Regions from separate parts of the Mus musculus genome. Here region 2 is linked to region 1. A link is a contact called in public Hi-C data. All regions are on one chromosome and are shown on one strand. The core of a region is the stretch at or near the end of the contact, and the rest is flanking DNA. Distances in the headings are between cores, read along the strand shown. Region 1 has its middle 24 kb from the start of Slc23a4. Region 2 overlaps Dgki (diacylglycerol kinase, iota).

Region 1 (4,629 bases), core at 833-3,332:
TACCTGTGTTTTTAGGATCAAGTTGCAGTGGAGAGTGGTGTTTTCCTCTTTTGGTCCTGGGGACTGAAGCATGGCTGTGGGGGACATATATAATACTACTGTACTATCCAGAGATTTCTGCTTTTTTGTTACTTTCTGTAATATCTGGGTTAGTGGAGACTGGCTGAATTCTCTTACCTGCTTCTTCATTCAATTTGTTGCAATATATTTTTAAAAATTGTCTTCTATTGCAGTCGTGTTTGAATACTAGAGCCACTCAGCCATTTTCTAGTTAGTAAGTTCCTTCGGTTGCTGTGATAAAGCATCCATACACAAGGAGGAATGGGTTTATCTCATTTTATATTTCCAAGTCACAATCCATCACTGAAGGTAGGCAGGGCAGGAACTCAAGGCAGGAGGAGACAGGGGCAGAAGTGAAGGACGATGCTTTCTTGGCTCATCTTTGGCTGGCTCCCTGGCCAGTGCTCCCTTACACATCCCAGGCCCACCTGACCAGGGTTAGTACTCTTCACAGTGAACTGTACCCTACATTAATTAGCAATAAAAAAAAGTGTCTCACAGCCATGTTGATGAAGGCAGGTGTTCAGTTGAGGGTCCGTCTTTCCAGGGATTCTGGGTTGTGTCAAGCTGACAATAACTAACTAGGACAATAAGCTTTCTCTTTGTCTCATATAGTTTTACCATCATGAATAATGCTGTAACCAAATTCCCTTGAAAGTTTAAAAAGACTGAATGGCAACTGTTGAGGTTTGGTCTGTTGTAATGCTAAACACTGCCCCCCAAAATCTTGTTGCCCCCAGGGACAAGGGGATCCTTAGTACACCAAGTGATGCTTTGTAACCTTGCCCCCCAAGTTATCCCTGATTGGTTAATAAAGATGTCTACAGCCTATAGTTGGGCAGAAGAGAGGTAGGTGGGGCTTCAGTTCCAGGGCTTGGAGTTTGAAGCAGAGACCACAAGGAAGAAAGAGGAGGTGAAGAAGATACTGTGAGGAAGGTGAATCAGGAAAACACCATTTTGAAAGGCTGACCAATTGGAGTAAAAGCAGCCCAGGTAGAACACAGCAAGTTGTAACTCAGGGTTATTGATAGGGAAGTAGATACTAACAGCTTAGAGGGAGATGTCGGCCCAGCTCTTGTGCTGTTTGAGGCTTATTATAAATATAAAGGTTTTGTGTCTTTTACCTGGGAACTGAATGATCAAAGGCAGGGTAGAAACCCCCAATTAATATCAAATGTTTACCACTACAGGCTACTGTAGAGATGGACCAGCCAGTGAAGACTAATTTCTCCAATATATGAGCGTTCCCATTTCCCAACTTCTTTGCTGACAGGAACTCTGACATGTTGTTGACATGTGATTCATTGGGTGTGGGTAAACCTGGATCCGGCTCTATAGGGCTTCCGGCTTCTCACCAGCCGTGTGACTACTGCATAAGTTAACAGTTACCGGACAACAAGATACCTGAGAGAGGTCCCGTAAGGCTCTAGTATGGATGGTGGAGCAGAAGCCAGAGGCCTCAGACCAGACAAATGGCTCATTGCAGTGAACGTTTGCAAGCAAAGAAGTGTGAGCCAAGGGGTATTCTGTGGGACACACTGCAGCTTCCACAACGAGTTGTTTGTTTTTTAATTTGGGTTCTTTTTTTTAAAAGACATGGATGCTGTGTAGGACCTGGGGATACAGCAAAGTTAGCCGCTGCACACTGGGACTTGGCACTCTTTGGCATAGAACGTTGGTTTGTCCTCTTCCCTGAGGTCATCTTTAAGACCAGGAGCTGTTCTGAAAACTCTGGCGATGGGAAGAGGAGATGGGGCCAGAGCGCTCGAGCTGTGGGGAGAGCTTCTTCTGGGTACCTCACCAGGCCGTCCGTGTTCCTTTCCCATTTCATCCTCTGCGTCCATATCCGTGTCACTCATGAAGACAGGAGAGCTAAATGGCAGGTGGGTTCCTAGTACAAGCCCCTAAAAATAGCAGAGGCAGGGCTCCGCTCCAAAACGCCGGCAGTATCAGCAAGCTAATTAAGAAATCTGCTGATGATGACGAGGAGCTGGCGAGCTTCCCGTTCCCATCAACTGCTGCAGACGGAGAGAGCAGGCTCCTTCATGTCAGAGATCCGGAAAAGCCCACGTCTCTGTGCATATGCTCTGAGATGAGATGACATTTCGGTGGAAAGCTGTGCCGGGTTTCCATTTAAGCACCTAGATCCGTGGCCAGTTCTCGGAGTTCCTTTTCATTTTTCTTTCCATTTGCCCGTTTAAGTTCCATGATGCTTAGTTTTGAATCCAGCCCCAGTTAGATGAACTCTGCCCAGCTTCAGACGAACTGAAGAAAGGAGAGAACTTCAGGCTTGCTTTATTTAAGCTCCTCAGCCAGTGCTCCACTACATTTTAAAGTGTGTGTGTGTGTGTGTGTGTGTGCGCGCGCGCGCACACGCTTGTGCCCCCAAGAGGCCACAGGCATCCTGGAACTGGAATTACAGGTGTTTGTGAGCTGCTTCCTATGGGTCCTAGAGACCAAACTCATGTCCTTTGTTTGGATGAGACATCCTTGTTCATAACCACTGAGCCGTCTCGCCAGCCATATCTAATCTTATGTACTCAGCCCATCTCCTTAGGGATAGCACCACCCACAGTGAGCTAGGCTCTCCTAAATTCATGACCAATCAAGAAAATGCCTGCACAGACATCCCTGCAGGCCAGTAAACAGTATTCCTTCAGGGTTCATGCTCCAGGTTCCTGTCTTGACTTCCAGCCAAGGAATAGAATGTCTTCCCTTATTACTAGCTCTGGATTACAGCAGACTGCTGCTCCTCCATATCAAATGGTATGTTGAACAATAGTTAGGGCATGGAGCAAGTGGGTTGGTAAAGGGAACACAATGGGGGGGGGGGGCAGCAACTAGAAGAGCTGGCTGTGCTGATGCTTGTCTATAATTCTAGTACTCCAGGCTCAGAGGAGTCAAGAGTTCAAGACCAGCCTAAGCTGTAGGAAGACCTTTTATCAAAAAACAAAGAGAGGGACAGAGAGAGAAGAAGGGAAGAATAGAGAAAGGAAGAAGAGGAAGGAAGGAAGGAAGGAGGAAGAGGAAGAGGAAGAGGAAGGGAGGGAGAGAACCCTGACCTGTACCTTCCTGGAGTGTGGCTCTCCTCTCTTCCTGCTCTTTCTGTGAGTAGCTGGCCCCTAAGCTAGCGCCTGCTGAGAGGGCTGTAAGCCTTTTCCCTATCTGTCTGATATTCAGAGATGAGGGCCATGGAGGTACCTTTCCGCCTTCTGTTTGTTAGTCTTGCATGTCCAGTAGCTGTCCAGCATGTCCCATAGTCTCCCTTCCCACACAATGCATGAAACCTTCTATTTTGCTCCTTGGTTTTGTCAGTTTAAATAAAGGAAAACGCTTAGCTATTAGGGAAACCATGGGCTAGGGGTGGGCCTAGGTTCTGGTCACCACTGGGAAGATTCTGGACCCGCTGGGAGCTGCCTTCCAGCTATTCCCGGCCACATGTGGTTGGAGTACTGAATGCATACTGCTGTCAAGACTTCCAAGCTCTGTCATAACTTCCTGCCTTTGACCAACTGCTATGAATAGTTTTCTATGGGTCATTATTTGGTGCCTGTGCTCCATATTTTCTGATTGCCCTCTCATATCTACCTTTTGTTTTCCTGCCAGGGAGGTAGAGAGTGGGCAGCTCTTAGATGTTTGGACTGGAGCATCTGCTTGCGCACACCCCGGAGTTCTGGGGCAGAGAACAATGGACGAGCAACTCAATGATAGGAGGGTGGTTATGAGCCAAGGTCTGGCCTCCCTCTGCTACCCTGTTTGAACACAGAGTTCAGGGAGTCTGAATTCCAAGGGGAAAATGAAAATTGGCTGTTAGGTTGTTCTTAAGGAGTATCTGTCAAGGCTGGACGCCAGTACACTGATCAGTTTGCTTGCTTGATTTATAAATTCTGTAACTCTTTACATGACGTGTGAGACCAACGTGTTTACTTTCATGGTATCAGGCCCTGCAGACACTATAGGTGTGTGGGTTGCACTGTTCCCAGTTGCCCCTACTTAGTGGTCATCAGCCTATCTCCTTCCAAAGACTCCCAGGGAAAGAGAGTCATCCCAAGTCCTCAATAAAGCTCTCGGGGACCCCGGCTTCTTTCTGAGATTCCCCTGTCGAGTCCAACTTCTGTCAGATACGACATATGGCAATGGAGAGAGATCTTTCTGGTGCCAGAATGAAGGTTGTTCACAGAGGCTGAGCCTGTGTTTTCTAGTTCAAACCAGAAAAGACTGGGACTGGACCCCATAAAGGACAGAGAACACAGGGCCAGTGTGGTGGGTGGGTGACAGCTCTCCTCATACCATACCACATACCATTCATACCATATCATATCATACCATATACCATACCATATACCATACCATATATCATACCATATACCACACCATATTCTATACCATATACCATACCATACCATGCTCACTGCAGAACTCAGAGAGGATGATTTCTGCTGAAAGCCACATAGCCAGGACTTCCTGGCTATACTCACAGGACCATGGCAGGAACCCAGGGTGTAGCTCCTGCTATCCCTTCTGGGGCAGACAAGGCCTTCAGGAAGCAAGGCCACCTCCATGGGCCTG
Region 2 (4,243 bases), core at 1,126-3,625, 2.0 Mb before region 1:
GTGTAGCCCTGGCTGTCTTGAAACTGGCTCTGTAGACCAGGCTGGCCTCAAGGCACAGAGATCCATCTGCCTCTGCTTCTTGCGTGCACTACCCCAGCCCAGCTTGCTATTTCTTTATGGGCCAATGAATGAGATAGCTCAGCAGGCAAAGGAGCTTGCAGCCGACCTGATCATCTGAGGTCAATTCCTGGAACCCATATGGTAGAAGAAAAGCTATGACTCTCAAAAGTTGTCTTCTGCCTTCCACATGCAGGCCATGGCACAAGCACAGAGCACCCACTGATTTCTATTTTCTCTCTCTTTCTCCCTCCCATTCTCTCTCTCTCACAAAACTTAAATAAATAAATAATTAAATTTCTTTGATCCCTGTTGTTTCTCTCTTGTATTACTTTTTTCCCCTGCCTTTGCTTGAGTTTCCTCAAACCAGCTGTTTGTGAATCAGTAGTCTAAAGATTTGCACACACCCACCTACTGTGGTTACTTTCATGTGCTGTGCTTTTACAGTAGGTGAGAGCCTGGTTTCCTGACAGCTCTCTTGGTGTTGGTTTGTGGCATCATCTAATGTGACTGAGCATTGACACTTAGGCTTTTATTAGGCTCCAGTCTTTGTATTTTGGTTTCACTTGTGCCTTTCCCTAGAGAAACTCTTGAGAGGTTTCCCCACCACCTCTGCAATCACTTTTGCTATTTCAGGGTTAGAGGACTAGTTCCGGCATTCACCGTTGGTGTGTTGCCACAGTTTCCTCACTAGAGGGCAGTCGAAGCTCATGCTTATCCTAATCCACATGGAAAGTAGTTCAGCTTGAACCAGATTATAACCTAAAAAAATGGTGATCAGCTCTGAAACCTAGCTGTAGATCTGGGCTTCACTCAGACACCTTATCCACAGCAACTTGCCTGTGCTCACAGACACCAGCATCAGGCCCGTGGTCACTCAAGTTGCAAAGCTGTTTCATGCTAGGAACTGAAGAAAGCACTGGAGTAGCCCCATGGCCAGTGATGCTATGTGCTGTGAATAGCTCAAATAGACCTACGGCCTAAGACAACTAGAATCAGATGAAGGTAATGCTGGCCCAAACACAAGCCTAATAGAATGGGGACTTATGTCTATGTTGGCACCAAGGTAGGTCCAGAGGCTCTTTTGTTTGCACAGGCCTGGGAGTTGAAGTTTTTAAAACTTTCTGAGTGTCATGCCTGGCACTGGGTTCCAAGGCCTAGCTAGTGCTAGAGTCGTTAATGTATCCAATCATCAGAAAATAGAAGCTTACTCTGTACTAGGCTGGGCTGAGATTGGAGTAGTGTTGGGTGTTAGGGAAGGCAGTTTTAATGCCGGATTGAATTGTACTCACATCCCCCAGCTCAAAGGGCCAGTACAGTCTCAGGTGTGAGGCTTATACCAAAGCCAGAAGAGATGCAGGCCAGTATATGAGTCTTTCGTGCTGGGGCTAAAGGTAGTAGCTAGTGGTGCTGACATATGACTGGAGGCTCTTTCCTTGAGTGCTTGCTTCTGGAGTACGGGTCTGTTTCAGACAATGGGGCCATTAGTTGGTGAGGTCTAGCCCAGTTATGGGTCTTTTGATTTTTCGCCGATGTTAGAAACCATTTTTGACGCTTAGTACTGAGCTTGAAGTCAGAGTCCTGGGCTAGCTTTCATGCCCTGCCAGCAGGTTGAGCCTGCTTTGGATGCCTGAGTCTGGAAAGCAGAGTATAGTGGAGGTAATTCTTGCTCCCTGAGAATTAACCTGGAGTCAGGGGCTGTTTCTCTTACATCTGGTTTCACTCTGGTAAGACTGATACAGGCTTTCAGGTCTAACCTAATTTCCTCCCCTTTTCCAGGTTAGGCTATCTTTGTCCCCAGCACTTGGGACTGGCTCCTTCCTGTCTTCAGTGTGCTTCTTTTTTGTTGTACTTTGACCAGGCACTGAGACATCTCACCTGAGTGAAGGTAGTGTGGTTCGTGGCAGCTTTTCAAACTACCATATGGGTGAAGCAATTATCACTGGACAAGTTTTCCCCGCCACTATCTGGCCACATTGCTATTTGCTCTTAAAAATGGGTTATATTTAGTAAGAAGTATGTGGTTTCTGCTGAAATTCTGTGTTCTTTTTTTTTGTTGTTGTTGTTGGAAGGAAAATGTAGAGCATTGGATAAGACAGTGTTGGCTCAGAGGTCAGTTCATTTCGTTGGCATTTATTACTTTTTTTGTTTGTGTGTGCATGCTCATTTATGTTCAGATATGTATGTAGAGGTCAGAAGTCAACCCCATGTGTCTTCCTCCATTACTTTCCACCTGGGCGTGCTCTCTCTCTCTGTCTCTCTCTCTGTCTCTCTAAGACAAAGCCTCTAAGCCTTTCACTGAACTATGGCATGCAGCTTTGGCTAGACTGGATGGCCAAGGTGCCCCAGGATCTTCCTGTCCCTGCCCCCATCCCTCCCCAGTGAGGAGATATAGCTTATGCACCACCAGCCCCACCCTGCATTTTAAGTAGGAATCGGGATTTCCATTCAGGTCCTCATACTGATGCAGCCAGCCTTGTGCTTACTGAACCCTCTCCTCCAGCCCCTCCTCTGTGTTATGCATGAGGAAAGTGCAGAATCTGTGTTTATCATGTCTCAGATCTCCCCTTGGCCTCTGTCTCCATGCATTTGGCAGAGATGGAGAACAGTCAGGGAAGACTCTTGTTTGTTTCCTGTGCTTTTCTCCTGGATTTGGAGTCTGATGTTTCAGAATCTCGGGATGTTATGGACCGTCTTTGATTTTCCCTGTACTCCCCTAATGATGATGCTTTATTCTCGAAGATAGCAACAGGATCTCCTTTCATAGCCTAGGAGCCCTGGGCACACACTGGAGTACAATATATGCTGATGTATACATGTCATATTGCTAATGAATGAACCTGGAATAGGGAAGATCAGTGGTTCCTTGGGGCCTTGCTTAGTGGATTATCCTCGTTGAGAAATTAGTATTTACCCTTCTTCAAGATTTACAATTATTAGCTTGTAAAATTTTTTTATAAAGTCTTGTAGCATAAAGGAAAAAACATGTGTTTTAAAAACCCTTTTGGTGGTTGGTTTTCACCAACTTGACAAAAACCTAGACATATCTGGGAAGAAAATGCCTACATCACAATGGCTTATAGGCAAGTCTGTGAGACTTGATAAATGGTTGATGTGGCAAGGCCTAGTCTATTGTGGATGGTGTCACTCCCCTTCTGCCCCCTTCTGCCCCCCAGTGATCCTGGGTTGCTTAAGATAGCATGCTGAGCAAGCCACAGGGAGTATGCCAGTCAGCAGCACACCTCCTCAGTCTATCCATCTTTGAGTTCCTGCCATGGCTTCCATCAGTGATGGACTGTGATTGAGATGTGCAAGCTAAATAAACCTTTTCCTCCCCAAGTTGCATTAGGTCATGCTGTCTTTCATAGCAGTAGATAACAAAGCCATCCTGTCTTTTCCAAAGTGTATTCGGTGATGGGTTTCCTCCCACAATGCCTGTTAAATCTGCAGTGGTTACAAGGTCTGCAGAGACATGTTTGGGGCTATGTGAGTGCAGGAGTTGAATAAGTCTTGGCCCCTTTTCTTTCTACTCTGAGGGCCACAGCTGATGTCCAGGATAGATGAGAAAATCATAGCGAATTTATTTAATTCAAGTGCTTCAGTTTGAAGACCTAAAGATCCAGGGAAAACGAATCCCTTCTGCGCTTAGGTATGGGGAGGATGACGGTGGATGCCCAGCAAGGCTGGATGTATAGATCCTTCTTGGACTGCCTGCAGCATTCATTCCTCCCCGGTGTGGGGCAGGGCCCCATCTGCATGTGGGTCTTGTGATCATCTGCCAGGTGAGGTAGAACAGATATTTCTATGGCCGGCTCCTACGCAGAAAGTCAGGGGAAAATTAGAGTTGTATTTGCAAGCTTTATAAATTGCTTCAGGGAAAGGGCTTCTAGCCACCTCAGAGAGGATGAGTTCTGATCTCTGTCACTTGCCATGGCAAGAGTGAGGGGAGAGAAAGAGGAGAGTCACGGGGAAATCTTTGCTCTCTGTGTCTGTCATTTCAAAGCACTCACCATGCCAGAGAGAGGTTGGGTGATCATTCGCCAAGTTCCGATGTTATAATAGAATTTTACTAGCTCCCTATATTAAGAATTACATCCTCTGGCGATTATTCTTTGTGGTGTCAGCAGCTCCCAGGATGACCGTTTAATGAAAGGTGAAACTCATTATGAATCTTAGCTACAGTTGC

What was found. Hi-C and Micro-C count contacts between places; a contact is called where the count stands out from the background.
Region 2: a Hi-C map of the N1E-115 cell line shows a contact between it and region 1, with 7 times the contacts expected there. The contact joins two enhancer-like sites.

Annotation. Positions count from the first base shown.
Region 1 is chr6:34,999,819-35,004,447 of GRCm38.p6, reverse strand. No RefSeq gene overlaps it. Among named protein-coding and RNA genes, the nearest start is that of Slc23a4, 24 kb to the right of the region's middle. Within about 2 kb of position 2,082, at least 29 of the 459 cell types and tissues checked have an H3K27ac peak or open chromatin away from gene starts, as enhancers often do. A contact at or near this core is called in the N1E-115 cell line, where this site is marked.
Region 2 is chr6:37,042,878-37,047,120 of GRCm38.p6, reverse strand. The region is part of intron 12 of Dgki (diacylglycerol kinase, iota); the gene reads left to right. Among named protein-coding and RNA genes, the nearest start is that of Gm52857, 140 kb to the right of the region's middle. Within about 2 kb of position 2,375, at least 4 of the 459 cell types and tissues checked have an H3K27ac peak or open chromatin away from gene starts, as enhancers often do. A contact at or near this core is called in the N1E-115 cell line, where this site is marked.